2 separate regions of the Sus scrofa genome follow, and region 2 is linked to region 1. The links are chromatin contacts, called in public HiChIP or PLAC-seq maps. All regions are on one chromosome and are shown on one strand. The core of a region is the stretch at or near the end of the contact, and the rest is flanking DNA. Distances in the headings are between cores, read along the strand shown. Region 1 has its middle 39 kb from the start of CLDN14. Region 2 has its middle 13 kb from the start of SIM2.

Region 1 (4,074 bases), core at 966-3,465:
ATGCCCTGTCAATGTCCGTTTGTGAATAACTGAGCTGCCATTGTGATTCCCAAAAAACTGCCCTATACTCATGCTCTATGCCCCATACTTACACTATATGCCCTATACTGCCTTATCAGACTGTTTGTATCGTTTTGGGGAAGCAATTTGGGATGAATTATCAAGATGTAAATTGTGACTACCCTTTAGCCCCACTGTAGAAATTCAGCCTAGAGTTATACTTTTAAAGCAAGCAAAGGCACACAATCCATTGTCCAATACTCATGGACTCTGTGGGAGGAAAAAAAAACCCAACAAACCCACTAAATAAAAGCTAAATGTCCTCAACGAGTGTCTAGCTAACTGATGACATCCATAAACTAGAACAGTACACCCCTTTGAAAGATTACATGCTTCTCAAGGGTCTCACGTGGAAAGAATTCCATGACACCATTTTAAGTAAAGGAAGCAAGGTGAAGCTCAGTGGCTGAGTCTGGTCCTATTTGCGTAAAAAAAGCAGCACATATACTTTGATCATGCAGAGAACCCTCCCAAGGCTCTGTCTGTTCACAGGGGTCGTCTCTGGGAAGTGGAGCTAAGGCTCAAGACTGGGGGGAAGCAGTTTCACTTCTAACACCACACCCTTCCATGTGCTTTGGACTTAAGTAAAAATAAGTACTAATTTCTGGACCAAAAATTAATATTTTATTCCAGAAATTAATATGGAACAAAGTACCTACCACAGAACAAAAAGAGCTACAAGAAATAGCAACAAACATCAGTCTGCCAAAGACAGGTCCTGAAGCAAGGGGCTGCATAAAGCAGTCATGTTCTAAATAAAGCTCGAGAGACTCTGGTCCATATTAACAAAGAAAAAACCTACAACTCCTATATTGCTCTCTTCCATGGCTGGTGAATATTTTTAGTGACAGGCAATACCAGTTGTGGGGGGGGTGGGTGGAGGGGGAGCATGCAACCCGGTGGACCATGTGGCAGGGAACCCAAAGCTCCCAGGCATCATGGCCACCACCACCAGGTGACAAAACCCAGAGACAACTTGCTTGAGTATTTAATTACTATGTGGAAATGGAAAGGGATTGGGGTTGGTTAACTAAACAAAAAGCCTGGCCCCGCTTCACAAATAGAGGGAGTGCCTTGGCTACTAGCAGTGCTGTTACTTTTTGCAAATACACACACACATTTGTTGTTTAATTTTTTTAAAGCTTTTTAGGGCTGCACTTGCGGCATATGGAGGTTCCCAGGTTAGGGGTCCAGTTGGAGCTACAGAAGCTGGCCTACACCACAACCACAGCAACGCAGGATCCGAGCTTCATCTGGGACCTGCATCACAGCTCACGGCAATGCCAGATCTTTAACCCACTGAGCAAGGCCAGGGATCAAACCCTCAATCTTGTGGCTCCTCATTGGATTCATTTCTGCTGTGCTGCGACAGGAACTCCTGTTGTTTAACTCTACCCTGCACGGTGCCAATTCATTCTGATACCATTAGCCTCAGAAATACTTTCCCTAAAAATTATATGTAATTAAACACACACACACACACACACACACACACACACTTTACTCTCAGGATGAGCGCTAGGGAGGGAGGCCTGTCCCCTTTGGGACCTTCAGCTCAGCACCCTGCACTAGACAGTATTTTCAGTGCTCTCCTCAGTTGAGTGTGTTCTGCAAATCACACCACTTACTCTGCTTTGGTCTTTCTCTCTGCCAGCTGTGGGTGGGTGGGTGGGTGGAGGGGGAGCATGCAACCCGGTGTTTCATGATCTAGGTAACAGTTTTGACCCCTTGTTTTGGGTAAATGGTGTTTGGGTGGTTACTCTGGACTTGCCTCAAAGGACAAAGGAAGGGTATTATGTTGGATGTCAGAGAGCCAGTTTCCAGGCAGCTCAAGTTACCTTCATGGAAATGGAGAAGCAGAGGGTGAAGTTCTGCCAGCCACTGGGGAGAGATGGCAACTAGCCCTGTAAGCAAGCAGTACTGAGGCCTGGGCATACAAAGAGGGCATCAAGGCAGAAGGCAGAATTACCCTTCTAAAGACCCAAAGGGCAATCCTGTCTAACCTCTGTGCACCTTCTGTGTCATGGCCTATCTGACACATGCTGGGGTGCCCCGGTTGCCAGGAGTGGTGGGCAAGGGGCAGGCAGGCTCAGAGCCACCCCCTCCAGGAACAGGGAGCACTCAGGCTTCCCAGTACCGTTGGAAAGAAACCACATTTCCTTTTAGCCAGGGTGGGCCAGCTGAACAGCTGCAGCATCACTGAAAACAGTAGCAAGACAGAGAGAGAGTCTTTTCTAGATCCGCCTTCAGGGGAAACAGCGGGGGAGAGGGGACGAGTACTTAAATAGGGCCTGGAATGCGGGGTTCTCAAGGGCCTGTGTAGGACAGTGTCTTCCGAGACAGGCGGGTGCCATTCACTGTGGGGCTTTTGTTTGCTGGGGGGGAGTAGAGGGAGGGATGGGCTGCCAATTTGGGGCCAGAAATGAATTCTCTGCAGGTGGGGGACAGGGTGAGGCTACCTCCTGGGGCTATTTTCTCCCACTGGGCCCTTCCTTTATTTATTTAGAGAACTCAGCCTTTCCTCTAAGTAAATACCAAAGAGACATTTTAAAACCACCCCTTTAAGACAGCAGCATATTGTCATCCGGGTCTCCACCTGGCAGAGGGCATGGCTGCCGTGCTCCCAGCCTTACGTCCTGACTTCCGGCGGAGCAGGAGGAGCCCCGCCCGCGGAGGACGGCACTTCCGGTGTCGGCCATCTTGGGAGGAAGCCCCGCTCGGACCGGAAGTGCACGGGGAGCGCGGCCTGAGGCCTCACCTGGGGCTGCACTAGGGGAAGGGGAGTGGGTGTGGGGTTTACCAGTTGGAAGCAGGAATTGGCATGGGGTGAAATTATGCAGACCCAGAGAAAGGGAGCTGTGCCGAGACAGCTGAGGTCCATGGAGGGTGATAGATCTGGTGGGGGCAGAGTCACTGTGGTGGGCAGGGCTGTCCAGGCACGAATTTTCTCCATGTAACCACCTCAGAGGCCTGGAGATCTTCTCATGAGGAAAGCAGGAGTCACCCCCTTAGAGGCACTGGTTTTAGATCAACATCTTAGAAACAAGAAGTCGGTTTCCTCATCACCTCCGCAACCTGTTAGTCCTCGAAAGACCATAAAGGCTCAGGGCCCTGCTGTAGACATCCTGCACCTGGTCTCGTGGGAGAGGTCCAGCCTTTGCTAGAGTGAACGGCATGAACAATCAAAGCCCGTTGCATCCAGGGCTCAACTGGAGTCTTGGCCTCCTCCTCATCCTCAAACCTGGAGAATACAACTCCCGGCTCAAGCCCAGCAAGTAGTGAGCTTCCCAGGACATTCTCCCACCAGCCAGACTGGAAATACTGGAAAAGCCAAGGTAGCTGCCCTCAGAGGCAGGGCTGGTATTTTCTTTTCTTTGGGCCAGTTTGGTTTTAACTAGAAACTGGAATAATAATTATAATGATACATGTTTACAGATCTTAACTAATTAATCCCTCAGAGTCCACTTTTGGGGGGGGAAAGCATTCGACCCACCTCATACATCAGGAAAACAGGGCCATGTGGTTTGGCTGGGCTGGGTGGTCGCTGGTGTCAGTACAAGAGCGGAGGCCTGGACTTCAGCAGTTCTTGACTTCTTGGCCTGTGTCCAGATTGCTGGGCCTCGCAACCCCTAGAAAGGTAACACATGAGAAATTGAAGTGGGCCAGACCATAAACCATCAGGAGCAGTTGGCTCTAGTTAGGAGGGCGGGCTCCACGGCCCTGCCTGTGCCTGTTTCTTTTGGAGAGACAGGCTTGGAGAGGAGGAAAAACCTATTTCTCCAGGGCTGTTTTGCCCACCTCTAATTACCAGTTAAAACAAAACATTCTATAGAGAAAACGGCCCTTGAAAGAAAACCCAAGTTGCTGGGAAGGTTTCATCTTTCCCTTTCAAATCCCAAGGTCCACAGCCATGTAATTCAGTGTTGGCCTGAAAAAATATTTGACTACAGAAACACCCACCTGGGGTTTTGGGGACACCCGTGCCCAGGCTGGGGGTGGAGGAGCCTGCATGGT
Region 2 (4,074 bases), core at 876-3,375, 170 kb after region 1:
AGCCTGGGAACTTCCATTTGCTGCATGTGTGGCTCTAAAAAGCCCCCCCCCCAAAAAAAAAGCAACTACAGTATTTTTAAAAAAATTTTTTAAAAATGACATTGCTTTGATAACATCAAACATCCAGTCAGTTTTCACATGCCCCTGATTTCCTCATAGATTTTTACAGGTGATTTGCCTGAATGAAGATGCACAGTCCATAGAGTTTACATATGGCAGATGTGTGTCTTCATGTCTTTTCATCCAGATTCCCTTCTCCCTCCCCATTTTTCTCATCATTTATTTGTCAAAGAAACTGGGCTGTCTTCCAGATTTGCTGGTAGCAAAACTGGTAGTTAGAAAGGTCGAGTTAGAAACTGAATCAAATTCAGCATTGATGTTTTGGGTAAGACTCCTTTATAAAGGATAAATACCCCAACAGGAAGTACATAAGATCTCCAAGTTATTCTGGAGCCTCTCTCTCCCTCTCCCTCTCTCTGTCTCTCTCCCCACTTCCCCTTGCTTCCATAAATGAAGTTCATAATTGGATCAGAGCTTTACAACACGATGTATCTTAATTCTTGCCTGCTGTCTTTTTTACCCGGGAGAATCAGAATACTCGTGGAGAGAGAAATTTCCCCTTGTTACCTATTTGTTTATTCCACACGTAATGCTACTGTTGTGGCATCTCAGGCTTGTTCTTTTCTGCTGTTCTTTTCCTTCACAACTGACTCTACAGTTGGGGAGTGTAATTTCCTGGGGTGTGTGCTTGAGTCTAAAGACCCATACTTTCACAATATCTAAGATTCCTTTCTAATGCTGTTGCATTGCATTTCTGAGGTTTCTGCTTTCCTTTCTCCATTCTCCACTAACTCTCCTAAATTGTTTAAGAAAGGATGCAATAAAATATTCAAAGAGCCCGTTGTGGCTCAGCTGTTAGCGAACTCCACTAGCATCCATGAGGACGAAGGTTCCATCCCTGGCCTCGCTCAGTGGGTTAAGGATCTGGCGTTACCGTGAGCTGTGGTGTAGGTCGCAAATGCAGCTTGGATCCCGCATGGCTGTGGCTGTGGCTGTGGCTGTGGTGTAGGCCGGCGGCTACAGCTCCAATTGGACCCCTAGCCTGGGAACCTCCATATGCAGTGTGCGCGGCCTTAAAAAGACAAAAAAAAAAAAAAAATCAAAGGATTACACAAACCTGACTGAAAGCAAAGACCACAACGTGCTGAAGTTTACGGGCTTCACAGGGACGACTGCCGGACAACAGTTCAGAAAGGTCCTTCACCAGCTGATGCGCCTGAGGCCGGCTGTGATGGGGTGTGTACAGCAAGTGGGCAGACAATGCATAAAGTCTATGCATGAGAGTCGGGCATCTTATATATCCCAGGACTGCGCTCAGCTAGAGTCCTTCTGTCCGCAGCGGCCTCAAGGCAGCCAAGATCTTACTCCTCTGGAAGCACAGGCATCTCCCCTCAGCATGGAAAGTCCTCATTTCCAGGACTAAGGAAGAAATCTGGGTAGACGTGGAAACCTCCTGTGGATACTCACTCCCTTATTCCAAGCAATTGACATTCAACCCGTGTGTCTTTCAACTCACAATATCGAGGGACATCCAAGTATTTTGTTTATTTTACGGTTATTGCTGTAGCCTTTTAGCATTTGACATTGGGAGTCGAACTCATGTTTAATGCATGAACCGGGGGAAATTTTGATTGATAGGCCAGATGGCTAATTGGTTAAGAAATCACTTACAATGATCAGGCTAGACTTAAAACAGCGGAAACCCTCTAGTGTGTAAGTAGCAGGTCTTCTGCAGAATGAATATCTCACCAAGTACTTTGCAGGAAAGGAAGCCTCTCCGAGTGAGTAATCTTGGCTTTGACTCATGCTCCTCCTGACCCATTAAATTATACAAGGGCATCAGTCATTGAAAGCTAAAATTAACACTTGTGGGTCTCGCCAGAGAGTTCTGATACGTCCAGTGGGAACTTTCCATGCGCTTGTGACAGACTAGCATCCACTGCTGTTGCCATGGGGAAAAAAATAAGAATTGAGTTTCCTGCCTCGGTGTTTCCAGCAGTTGCCAAAGTGGGCAGCCTGCTTGGCCTTTGGTGACAACTCCGCTCTGGTAACACTGACTCAACAACTATTTATTGGCCATCCACTGCACACCCGGTGCGATCCTGGGTGCTGGCAGTAAAAAGGGACATGGGACAGACAGGAGGTTGGGGCCCCCAGACCAGCCCCAGCACTCCTTTGCCACAGGGTTCAGGGCCACGTCTCCAAAACCAAGTCAATTCTAGGCACAGGAAGAGTTCCCAGTGAAAGCAACACTCCACACCAAGCAAGTAAGAGCTGGATTAAATCCCTGCTCTGTCCCTTACCAGCTGTGTGGCATGAACCTTTGGTCATTTAGAAATGGCCAGAATGGAAGAGGCAGCAGTCAGGACGGCTGAGTGAAAGGGAGAGCTGAGGGTGACCGCATGGTTGTAATTTCTTTTCTTTCATCAGAGTGTAACTTTCATATAGTTAAATAGCATAACATACCCAAGTCTTAAGGATGCAGCTTGATGAAGTTTTCACTTGAATCCCATGTAACCACCACCCAGACTGAGGCGTAAAACATGTCCATCACCCAGGAGGTGTAATTTTTAAAGTGAAAATTCCCAAAGTCAAACCTCAGGACCCTGATTAGGTCACCACAAGCCGTGCTGCCAGCTGCAGAGTTGCTTCCTGACGAATGGAGATCAGCTTATAGTTTCATCCTTCTGGTGACCTAGAGCAATATTTGTAAATCGGTCAGCTGGAGGGAGTTCCCATTGTGGCTCAGCTGGTTAAGAACCCAACTAGTATCCATGAGGATGGGAGTTTGATCTCTGGCCTCTCTCAGTGGGTTAAGGATCCGGCTTTGCCATAAGCTGGGGTGTAAGTTGTAGTCGTGGCTTGGATCTGGCGTGGCTACAGCCATGAAGTAGGCTGGCAGCTGCTGCTCAGATTTAACTCCTAGCCTGGGAACTTCCATATGTTATGGGTGCGGCCCTACAAAGACAAAATAAAATAGAATAATCTGCTGGACGTGGGGGTACAGATGAAGTCTGTAAATCTGGCTTGGAACAGAGTTTAATGTGTACCAAGCTAACTGGCCAAGCTGATAAAAAAGCTACGATCTTACCCTCTCCTAACACCAAACTTAAACGTACAAGTTCCTCCCGCCAGATTTTTCTTGTTATAAAATTTACTAAGTATCATAAAATTACTATGCAGCCAACTGTAAAAGTTAGAGGGATATTATTCATTGTAGCCCCAAAGTGAAAACAACACAAAGGACCGTCAATGAGAGAATGGATAAACACAGTGTGGTCTCTCCATACAATGGAGTATTACTCAGCCATGAAAAGGAATCAAGTCCTGATACATGCTTGTGAATGAGCTGTGAAAACAGTATGCTGTGAAAGAAGCCAGACACAGAAGGCCACATACTATAGGATTCTATTCATAGGAAAGTCCAGGATAGGGAAATCCAGAGACAGAAGGTAGATCAGTAGCTGCTTAGGGCCAGTGGGTGGGGAGCAGTATAGGAAATTGGTAGATAAGGAGGTTTCTTTTTGAAGTGATAAAAATGTTCTAAAAGGGACTGTGAGGATGACTACACACATCTGTGGCTGTACCCTTCCATGGTTGAACTGCATGGTATGAAGTTTTAGTTAAAATTCACAACCTTCTTGGAGTTCCCGTTGTAGCGCAGTGGTTAACGAATCCGACTAGGAACCATGAGGTTGCGGGTTCGGTCCCTGCCCTTGCTCAGTGGGTTGACGATCCAGCTTTGCCGTGAGCTGTGGTGTAGGTTGCAGACGCGGCTCGGATCCCGCGTTGCTGTGGCTCTGGCGTAGGCCGGTGGCTACAGCTCCGATTCGACCCCTAGCCTGGGAACCTCCATATGCCGCGGGAGCGGCCCAAGAAATAGCAAAAAAAAAAAAAAAAAAAGACAACAACAAAATAATAATAAAAAATAAATAAATAAAAAATTAAAAAAAAAATTCACAACCTTCTTATGAGGCAGCTATTATCCCCATTGTACAGATCACAAAACTGAGG

The links. HiChIP or PLAC-seq counts read pairs in DNA pulled down with a chosen protein or histone mark.
Region 2: an H3K27ac HiChIP or PLAC-seq map of skeletal muscle shows a contact between it and region 1, with 3 times the contacts expected there. The contact joins two enhancer-like sites. A contact is called at or near these places in 5 of 47 Hi-C or Micro-C datasets (embryonic fibroblasts, fetal skeletal muscle, fibroblasts and 1 more) and 1 of 2 datasets of contacts at active chromatin or transcription factors (skeletal muscle).

The regions. Positions count from the first base shown.
Region 1 is chr13:200,167,151-200,171,224 of Sscrofa11.1, forward strand. It overlaps a transcript of CLDN14 not described here. Among named protein-coding and RNA genes, the nearest start is that of CLDN14, 39 kb to the left of the region's middle. Within about 2 kb of position 2,216, at least 8 of the 83 cell types and tissues checked have an H3K27ac peak or open chromatin away from gene starts, as enhancers often do. A contact at or near this core is called in skeletal muscle, where this site is marked.
Region 2 is chr13:200,339,871-200,343,944 of Sscrofa11.1, forward strand. No RefSeq gene overlaps it. Among named protein-coding and RNA genes, the nearest start is that of SIM2, 13 kb to the right of the region's middle. Within about 2 kb of position 2,126, at least 4 of the 83 cell types and tissues checked have an H3K27ac peak or open chromatin away from gene starts, as enhancers often do. A contact at or near this core is called in skeletal muscle, where this site is marked.